2 separate regions of the Mus musculus genome follow, and region 2 is linked to region 1. A link is a contact called in public HiChIP or PLAC-seq data. All regions are on one chromosome and are shown on one strand. Each heading gives the region's core, a stretch centred on a gene start, on an enhancer-like site or on the middle of the called end of the contact. The rest is flanking DNA. Distances are from core to core; before and after follow the strand shown.

Evidence for each region. HiChIP or PLAC-seq counts read pairs in DNA pulled down with a chosen protein or histone mark.
Region 2: a contact with region 1 is called in an H3K27ac HiChIP or PLAC-seq map of embryonic stem cells, with 5 read pairs. The contact joins the enhancer-like site here to the promoter of Acsbg3 in region 1. A contact is called at or near these places in 4 of 39 promoter capture datasets (cranial neural crest, embryonic stem cells, hematopoietic stem and progenitor cells and 1 more), 1 of 15 datasets of contacts at CTCF or cohesin (large pre-B cells), 4 of 484 Hi-C or Micro-C datasets (the G1E-ER4 cell line, beige adipocytes, bone marrow-derived macrophages and 1 more), 5 of 115 datasets of contacts at active chromatin or transcription factors (all in embryonic stem cells) and 2 of 9 other capture datasets (adipose tissue and liver).

What each region holds. Positions count from the first base shown.
Region 1 is chr17:56,873,411-56,877,130 of GRCm38.p6, reverse strand. Acsbg3 (acyl-CoA synthetase bubblegum family member 3) reads right to left here and starts at 1,647. Exons shown (of 14, transcript NM_030141.2): 1 at 1,451-1,647; 2 at 735-1,043. The coding sequence starts at 870. Acsbg2 (acyl-CoA synthetase bubblegum family member 2) reads left to right here and starts at 2,684. Exons shown (of 15, transcript NM_001039114.1): 1 at 2,684-2,934.
Region 2 is chr17:56,749,760-56,753,479 of GRCm38.p6, reverse strand. It overlaps Nrtn (neurturin), which reads left to right. Exons shown (of 3, transcript NM_008738.3): 2 at 990-1,171; 3 at 1,650-2,157. The coding sequence starts at 1,003. The coding sequence ends at 2,068. Among named protein-coding and RNA genes, the nearest start is that of Nrtn, 5.9 kb to the left of the region's middle. Within about 2 kb of position 1,854, at least 54 of the 459 cell types and tissues checked have an H3K27ac peak or open chromatin away from gene starts, as enhancers often do. A contact at or near this core is called in embryonic stem cells, where this site is marked.

The sequences.
Region 1 (3,720 bases), core at 398-2,897:
GTCAGCACTCAGGTGATTTCCAGTAAACTTGCTTCCCGCCTTAATTTGTAAAATAAAGGAGAGCTGATGATTGGGCAGATAAAAGGGAAGGTGGAATTGAAGGTGGGAGAGAGAGAAGGAGAAAATGGAAGAGGGAGAGGATGCAGAGGAGGAGGAAGAAGAAGAAAAGCAGAGCAGAAGCACATGGCCTGGAGATACCTCGAGTTCTAAGGGGTCTCATAGATGTGGAAGACGGTAGTGTAGCGGTAGATCTGCCCAATCTAGGCATACAGCATGTCTTCATATTAATGGTGTTGTGTTTTCATTGCTGGGGCATATTTGGGTTGGAGAGATTTACAGCAACAGTCCCCCACCCTCCACCCTCCACCACCTCAGGTGGATGGAGGTCAAAGGTCACTCCAAAAGACTGGGACAAAGGACAGGAGTGCTGTTCACTGCTCCCTGACCCACAGAAAGGAGAACATGGAGTCAGGGTTACTGTTCCCAAATGGACAAGGCCTTGATGGTTGGTCACATGATCGCCCTGGCAAAGGTCACATGGCCATAGGTATCACCCTTACTCCTTCCCCCGGTTACTTAAGCCCTCTCCACAGGACTTCAACGGCCACTGACCACCTACCCCAGTAGACCAGTGCTGCTCTACTACTGATCCCAGAAGTGTGCCTGGGCTGACAAGAGGACCCTGCTGCCACCCCCACCCTCTCCCTGCACGGGGTGGGGGGCAGGGCTCCCACCTGGGGTCAGTATCTCAAAGTTATCTGCTTGTGCCTTCTTCGATATTGCACTGTGAATTTTGTTCTTCAAGATGGTTTTGGTTTTCAGGATCCTCCTGGAGGTCTGAAGGTTATCTGATTCCTTAGGGTCAGTCATTCCCACGACACAGACCCAGCACAAAGATGTTCACGCACACAGTTACAGAGGGCAGAGGACCAGGTGTCCACAGTGGGGTGTCTGCTTCCTCAAAGGGCGGGGTGGATGGTGGTGGAATTGGCCAGAGAAAGACAGGAACCTCACAGACCAGGATAAGGGAGCAGGAGTGGATGCTGGCAAAAGAAATAAAACAAGCTGGGTGTTAGTGGGGGACATTCCTTGTGTGTGGCGTGTATGCAGACCTGTGGAAGCTAGACAGAGGTCGTCAGCAAATCTCTTCTTCCTCAGCTATGTTCCTTCCATTGAGGCCTGTCTGGCAGTGACCATCCACACCTCTCCCTTCCCGAGCCCATAGCTTGCCTATTGACTAAGCTGACTGCCAGTGAGCAGTAGGGGTCTCCTGTTATAGGTGTATGCTGCTGCACCCAGCTTTTTTTGTGGGAGAGAGGACTGAACTCATGTTCTCCAGTGGTTGAGTGCTGTGTGAACTCAAGGGTAGCCTGGGCTACATGGGACTCTGGAGAGGGGAGTAGAAAAGAAGGGAGAGGAAAGGAGGAGAAAAGAATAGAGTTTCCAGGACCTTCTGTGCCTAGTGGCACCGGCGTTTCCTGAGAGGCTGGGGCAGATGTTGTTGTCCTCAGCCCTCTCTCCCCACCACAGGCTGCCACTTTATCAACTGGTACGACAGTGGTGACTCTTGTCCAGCTCTGTCACCACCTCCCACTGTAGCCACAGAAGGACACGCAGCCCCCCAGACTGGACATCCTCCAGAACATTCCCTTCTACATTTCAAGGCAGTTGTTGTGACATCACTGTGTTCCGTAAGCCAGGGCCACGATGGCAACATGACCCAAGGTCCCCTTCTGGTCATACACCAGAAACCATTGAAATAAGAGACTCAGGTCTGTCACACAGCCATATCCACACAGTAGCCACGCTTCTTAGCTCATGGTCACTGACAGAGGAGGGAGCAAGGGTGTGGACACTCCAGGCTGAGAGGACATCCTGAAAAGATGCCCATGCCAACGTGGAGGAACGATGATGACCCTGTCCAGTGAAATACGCCAGACGAGGGCACATACCCCAGGGTCGCACTTGCAGGCCCCAGAGCAAGTCACAGAGACAGGAAGTGGGTGGTGCAGACCTGGGAAAGGAGGGGAGTGAGCACTGAATTGGGGCAGAGCTTCAGACTGGGGAGACCGAAGGCTCTAGAACTGGATGGTGATGACGGTTTCACAGTGTAAATGCATGTGCATATGGCCTGGGCTACATTTTAACTCCCTGTGTAGCCAAGGATGACCTTGGTCCTCCTGCCTCCACCATCCCCAGTGTTGGTTTGACAGGCATGTGCCATGCCATTCATGTGATGCTTGGAATCCCAGACCTTGCACATGCTATTTGAGCACTACCCACTGGGCTACAGTGCCAGACCCTTTATGGTAGTTTTTTTGTTTTTTTGTTTTTTTTTGGTTTTGAGACTCCCCATAGGTTCTTGAATGGCCCTGTCTGGTTTCATTTCTATTTCTATCGAATGTAATGCACAGTGCTCAACACTGGAGCTGGAAAAACTGTTCAAGCACATACAGATATCTGAATGAATGAATGAATGAATGAATGAATGAATAGATGAGTAAGTACACTGGTGAGTGGCTGAAGATTATATGCATGAATGAAGGAAGGAATGAATGAATGAGGGAATGATGGGTGAAGGAAGCTTACAATCCCCTTCCCCAGGGAGTACTTTTCTCCTGAGGCTGGGTGCAGGGGAGGACGGCCAGTGATGTCATAAGGGGTGTCCTGAGCAGAAGGTTCCAGAAGCCTGAATTATGGAGTTGTGTTGGGTGGGAACCCATCTACCACCATCACCCTGGCTAGACTGAGGGGTGACCAGAGCAAGAAGGGGACAACACACACACACACATACACACACACACACACACACACACACACACACACACACACACGCTTCTGGGACCACCCACCACTGACCAACTCTGTGGAAGGAGAACTACCTTGCTGACCAGATGTCTCCATCTGTGACACCTGGCCACCTTGTGAAAGTTGGTAAGGTTCCTGAGAGGATCTCTGCGTGGGGCACGTGACCGTGACAGAACGGAGCCCACATTTAGGGAAGGCCAGAGTTTAGTTTTTCCCTAAGAAGGCAAGACTGCCTTAAGCTCCCTATACTCCTGCACTAAAGGTGAGGACTTAGGCTCTAGAACCTGTAGCTGAACACCATAAAAGCTGAACGTGGACGAGCCCACCTGCAGCACCAGCACCTGCCGTACTCAGTGTCAAACAACAGACAGAGACCCCGTGGCACTGTGGCAATGTGCATTGTTTTGGGTGTCTGTAGGGTCCTACCGTGTCTGCCGCATGCAAGGGATGTCTGAAGTCCATTTTGTGTATTTGTGGCCAACTTGGGCTGCTCCCTTTGAGGCACTATCTCCCACAGAACCAGGAGCTTGCTGAGTGGGTCAGATGGCTGTCCATGAGCTCCAGCAATCCCCCTGCCTCCGTCTCTCCAGAGCTAGGGATACGGATGCACACCACCACACTTGGGATTTTTACATGTGCTGGTGATTCAAAGGCAGGTTCTTGTGCTGTGCATGCCCTTACTAATGGAGCCATCTTCCAAGCCCTTAAGTTTTGTTTTGTTTTGTTTTGTTTTGTTTTGTTTTGTTTTGTGATAGGGTCTCACCGTGTTGCCCTGGCTTACCTGGAACTCTGTAGCTCCAGCTGACCTTAAACTCAGTGACCCACCTGCCTCTTCCTCTCAAGTGTTGGATTAGAGGTACACACCACCACATCCAGCTTGTTTCCAACCTTCTTTGTGGAATATTAAAATGT
Region 2 (3,720 bases), core at 605-3,104, 120 kb after region 1:
TTCCTCATAGAACCCAGAGAGGAAACTGAGGCACTGCCCCCAGAGGGATAATAAGGCACAGGCCTTGGGCGTGAGGGCGGTCATGCCAGGACAACTAACTCCCGGGCCACAGACGCTAAGGACACGGGTTTGGTACTCGCGCGCGCGCAGCGCACAGGCCCCTGTCACTCTGCCCCGGGGACCCCACATCCACTCCTGGCTTCCATGGGTAGTGCATGTGACTTGGACTTGAGTTGAATTCAGAGTGGAGCTTAGGCAAACCATCGGCGCCCAATAAATGTCAGACGAGGACAAATAGACACATGGTTTACTGGTACAGTGGACAATGGAGAGTCTTGAAGCCTCAGTATACAGTTGGTGTTCAATAACCAAGCGAGCTGGAGCTGCAGACTGAACCCCGGGTCCAAGCAGGGAAGGAGGATCAGAGCTCAGGGTCAGCCTCTGATACACAAGAGTTTCAGACCAGCCTGGGGTAAATCTCAAAAGGAAAAACAAAACAAAATAGCCAAACACCGTGCCTCAGTTTCCCCAAATGTCTCCTGCGTACTCAGCATCAGGCCTGGTACACAGTTGGCACCTGTGTTGGGGCCACGCAAACTGAATGCAAATGTCTTCCAGGCCACAGCACACTGGGTAAGATAGGAGGTGGCCTAACCTCAGGGAACGTGGGCACTGTAGTTGGGAGTGTGCCGGTGTTTAGACACATAACTGTGTGCAGTGAGCAGGAGTACTAATACCTTGGTGGAAGAGGTGCAGCCTGGTAGGGAAAACTGAGGCACATAGTAGGTTACCAAGGGGAGAGACCACCTCCTGGGTCACCTTCTGCTGTCACCCTATCCCTACCTGGGTCCCCTATCCATTGCTAGGACACGCCAAGCACCCTGAACTTCAAGGCCTTTGCACCCACCATGGCCCCAAATGAAATACCCACTGTCCTCCCTCCATACCCCGCCACGCGCACACCCACCCTCCCTATCATCTCCCCGCAGGCCGAGGCCCAGGATGAGGCGCTGGAAGGCAGCGGCCCTGGTGTCGCTCATCTGCAGCTCCCTGCTATCTGTCTGGATGTGCCAGGAGGGTCTGCTCTTGGGCCACCGCCTGGGACCCGCGCTTGCCCCGCTACGACGCCCTCCACGCACCCTGGACGCCCGCATCGCCCGCCTGGCCCAGTGTAAGTCCCGCCCCCCGGAGGGAGGGGGTTTCCTGGAAAAGGTGCCTGGGGGTGGGTGGGGTCCACCCTCCTGTGGGGGAAACCAAGGCACAGGCAGTCAGAGGCGGTCGTGGAAGCAGTCAACCAACACTGACCAGAGAGGGTGTAGCAGGCTGCAATGCTGAGCCCCTTAGCTTTGGGGGGGGGGGTTACTTGATTTTTCTTTTTACTTTTTTCGACAGTCTCTTGTAGCCCAGAGCAGCCTCAAACTCACAGAGTACCAGAGGATGCCCCTGAAGTAATCCTCCTGCCTCCTGAACCCCCTCAGTTCTGCACACACTTCAACTACAGCCAAGTGGGGGGGGGGGGCAGGGGGCAATGGCAGCCACAGGGATGCTGGAACCAGGGTGTAGGTCCCCTGGCACTCAGGACTGCGCACACGCAGCGCGGACCAGAGCCCTCGCGACCCAATCCCTTGTCTCTTTCTTCCCGCCCACAGATCGCGCTCTGCTCCAGGGCGCCCCCGACGCGGTGGAGCTTCGAGAACTTTCTCCCTGGGCTGCCCGCATCCCGGGACCGCGCCGTCGAGCGGGTCCCCGGCGTCGGCGGGCGCGGCCGGGGGCTCGGCCTTGTGGGCTGCGCGAGCTCGAGGTGCGCGTGAGCGAGCTGGGCCTGGGCTACACGTCGGATGAGACCGTGCTGTTCCGCTACTGCGCAGGCGCGTGCGAGGCGGCCATCCGCATCTACGACCTGGGCCTTCGGCGCCTGCGCCAGCGGAGGCGCGTGCGCAGAGAGCGGGCGCGGGCGCACCCGTGTTGTCGCCCGACGGCCTATGAGGACGAGGTGTCCTTCCTGGACGTGCACAGCCGCTACCACACGCTGCAAGAGCTGTCGGCGCGGGAGTGCGCGTGCGTGTGATGCTACCTCACGCCCCCCGACCTGCGAAAGGGCCCTCCCTGCCGACCCTCGCTGAGAACTGACTTCACATAAAGTGTGGGAACTCCCGAGCCTCTGGTCGTTCATGCTCTGCGGGGGGTCAGGGTGTGCATGGGGGTTGTGCCCAAGGGAGGTGATGGTTCCCGATGGCCTGGGAGCAAAGGGAACTAGATGTGAACGAAGAAAGAGCAACCGTGGGAAATGGCCTTGCTGGAAGAGCCCACAGAAAATGATGCACATGGCCGTGGGGTCTATAACCAAGGCACTGGACAGATAGCACAGGCCCAGGATAGAGCTCAGAGTTCACCATCTGTCTTAATTGCTGTGTGGAAACACCATGACCAAAAACCAAGTTGGGGAGGAAAATGTTTATTTGGCTGATTCTTTCATATTACTGTGCCTCAGCAAAGGAAGTCAGGACAGGAACTCAAGGAGGGCAGGAACCTGGAGGCAGGAGCTGATGCAGAGGCCATGGAGGGTGCTGCTTATATTGGCTTGCTCAGTCTGCTTTCTTACAGAACCCAGGGCCACCAGCCCAGGGATGGCACCACCCACAGTGGGCTGGGCCCTCCCACATCAATCACTAATTAAGAACATGCCTTACAGCTGGATTTCATGGAAGCATTTCCTCAACTGAGGCTCCTTTCTGGGACGACTCTAGATTGTTAAGTTGACACACAGATCCTGGCAGGACACCCTCTGAGACCACCCACACATTGTTATACCATACAGAGAGACAGGTGGGCGCTGGAGAGGCTGCTTGGCAGTTAGATGACCAAGCTGCTCTTGCAGAGGACCTGAGTTCGAATCTCAGCACCCACATGGCAACTCACAGCCAGTGACTCAGCTCCAGAGTGACAACCTCTTCTGTCCTTGGGTACCACATGCCTATGGTACAAACAAAACTTACATAGTTACAATATGTCCATCTTCTTTTTAAGAGAGAGAAAGAGTGAATACAGCATAAGGAAGGAGAGAGGAGAAAGAAGATGATGCCCAGTGTGGTTGTCCAAGTTTGTCCTTCCAACCCTGGGTCACGACTTTTAGATTAGCCTGGGCTGCACCAGACTCCCCGAGAGCCTGTCATCTCTAGAGAACTGGCGCCAAATCTCCTTCCCTAGCTAAAAATACCCATTTCTCACTACTCACCTCCTCATGGGGACAAGTCTGGAGTGGGTCCCAGCCCTATCCAGCCCCAAGCTGGCACCTTCCAGGCATGGCTGGGTCCCCATTGTTGGTCCTGCATTTCTAAAACCTTAGCTGGGCATGGAAGGATGGGCTATACCATATGCTGGGGTGTGGATGTCTTCACCTTGGTGTCACCTTGATGCCTGGCTGCCCTGAAGGTTGCCAGAGAGTGTTGGGTTCCCAGAGATCAGGATGGGATGTCTGTGGGATCCACGATGGAGAATGGGTGGGGAAGGGTGCTGTGTGACAAGACTTTTCCTGAGGAGGTACAACACAGCAGATAGACAGACAGACACACACATAGGGAGCCTATGACAGTTCCTAGTATGGGCACCACCGAAGTCCAGCGTGGTGCCATGAGTTTTATTGGGGTCACTGACAGGCATATGCGTGAGGGGTCACCTACTGGAGCAGAAATGACTCACAGACAGCTGCATCACCAAGGC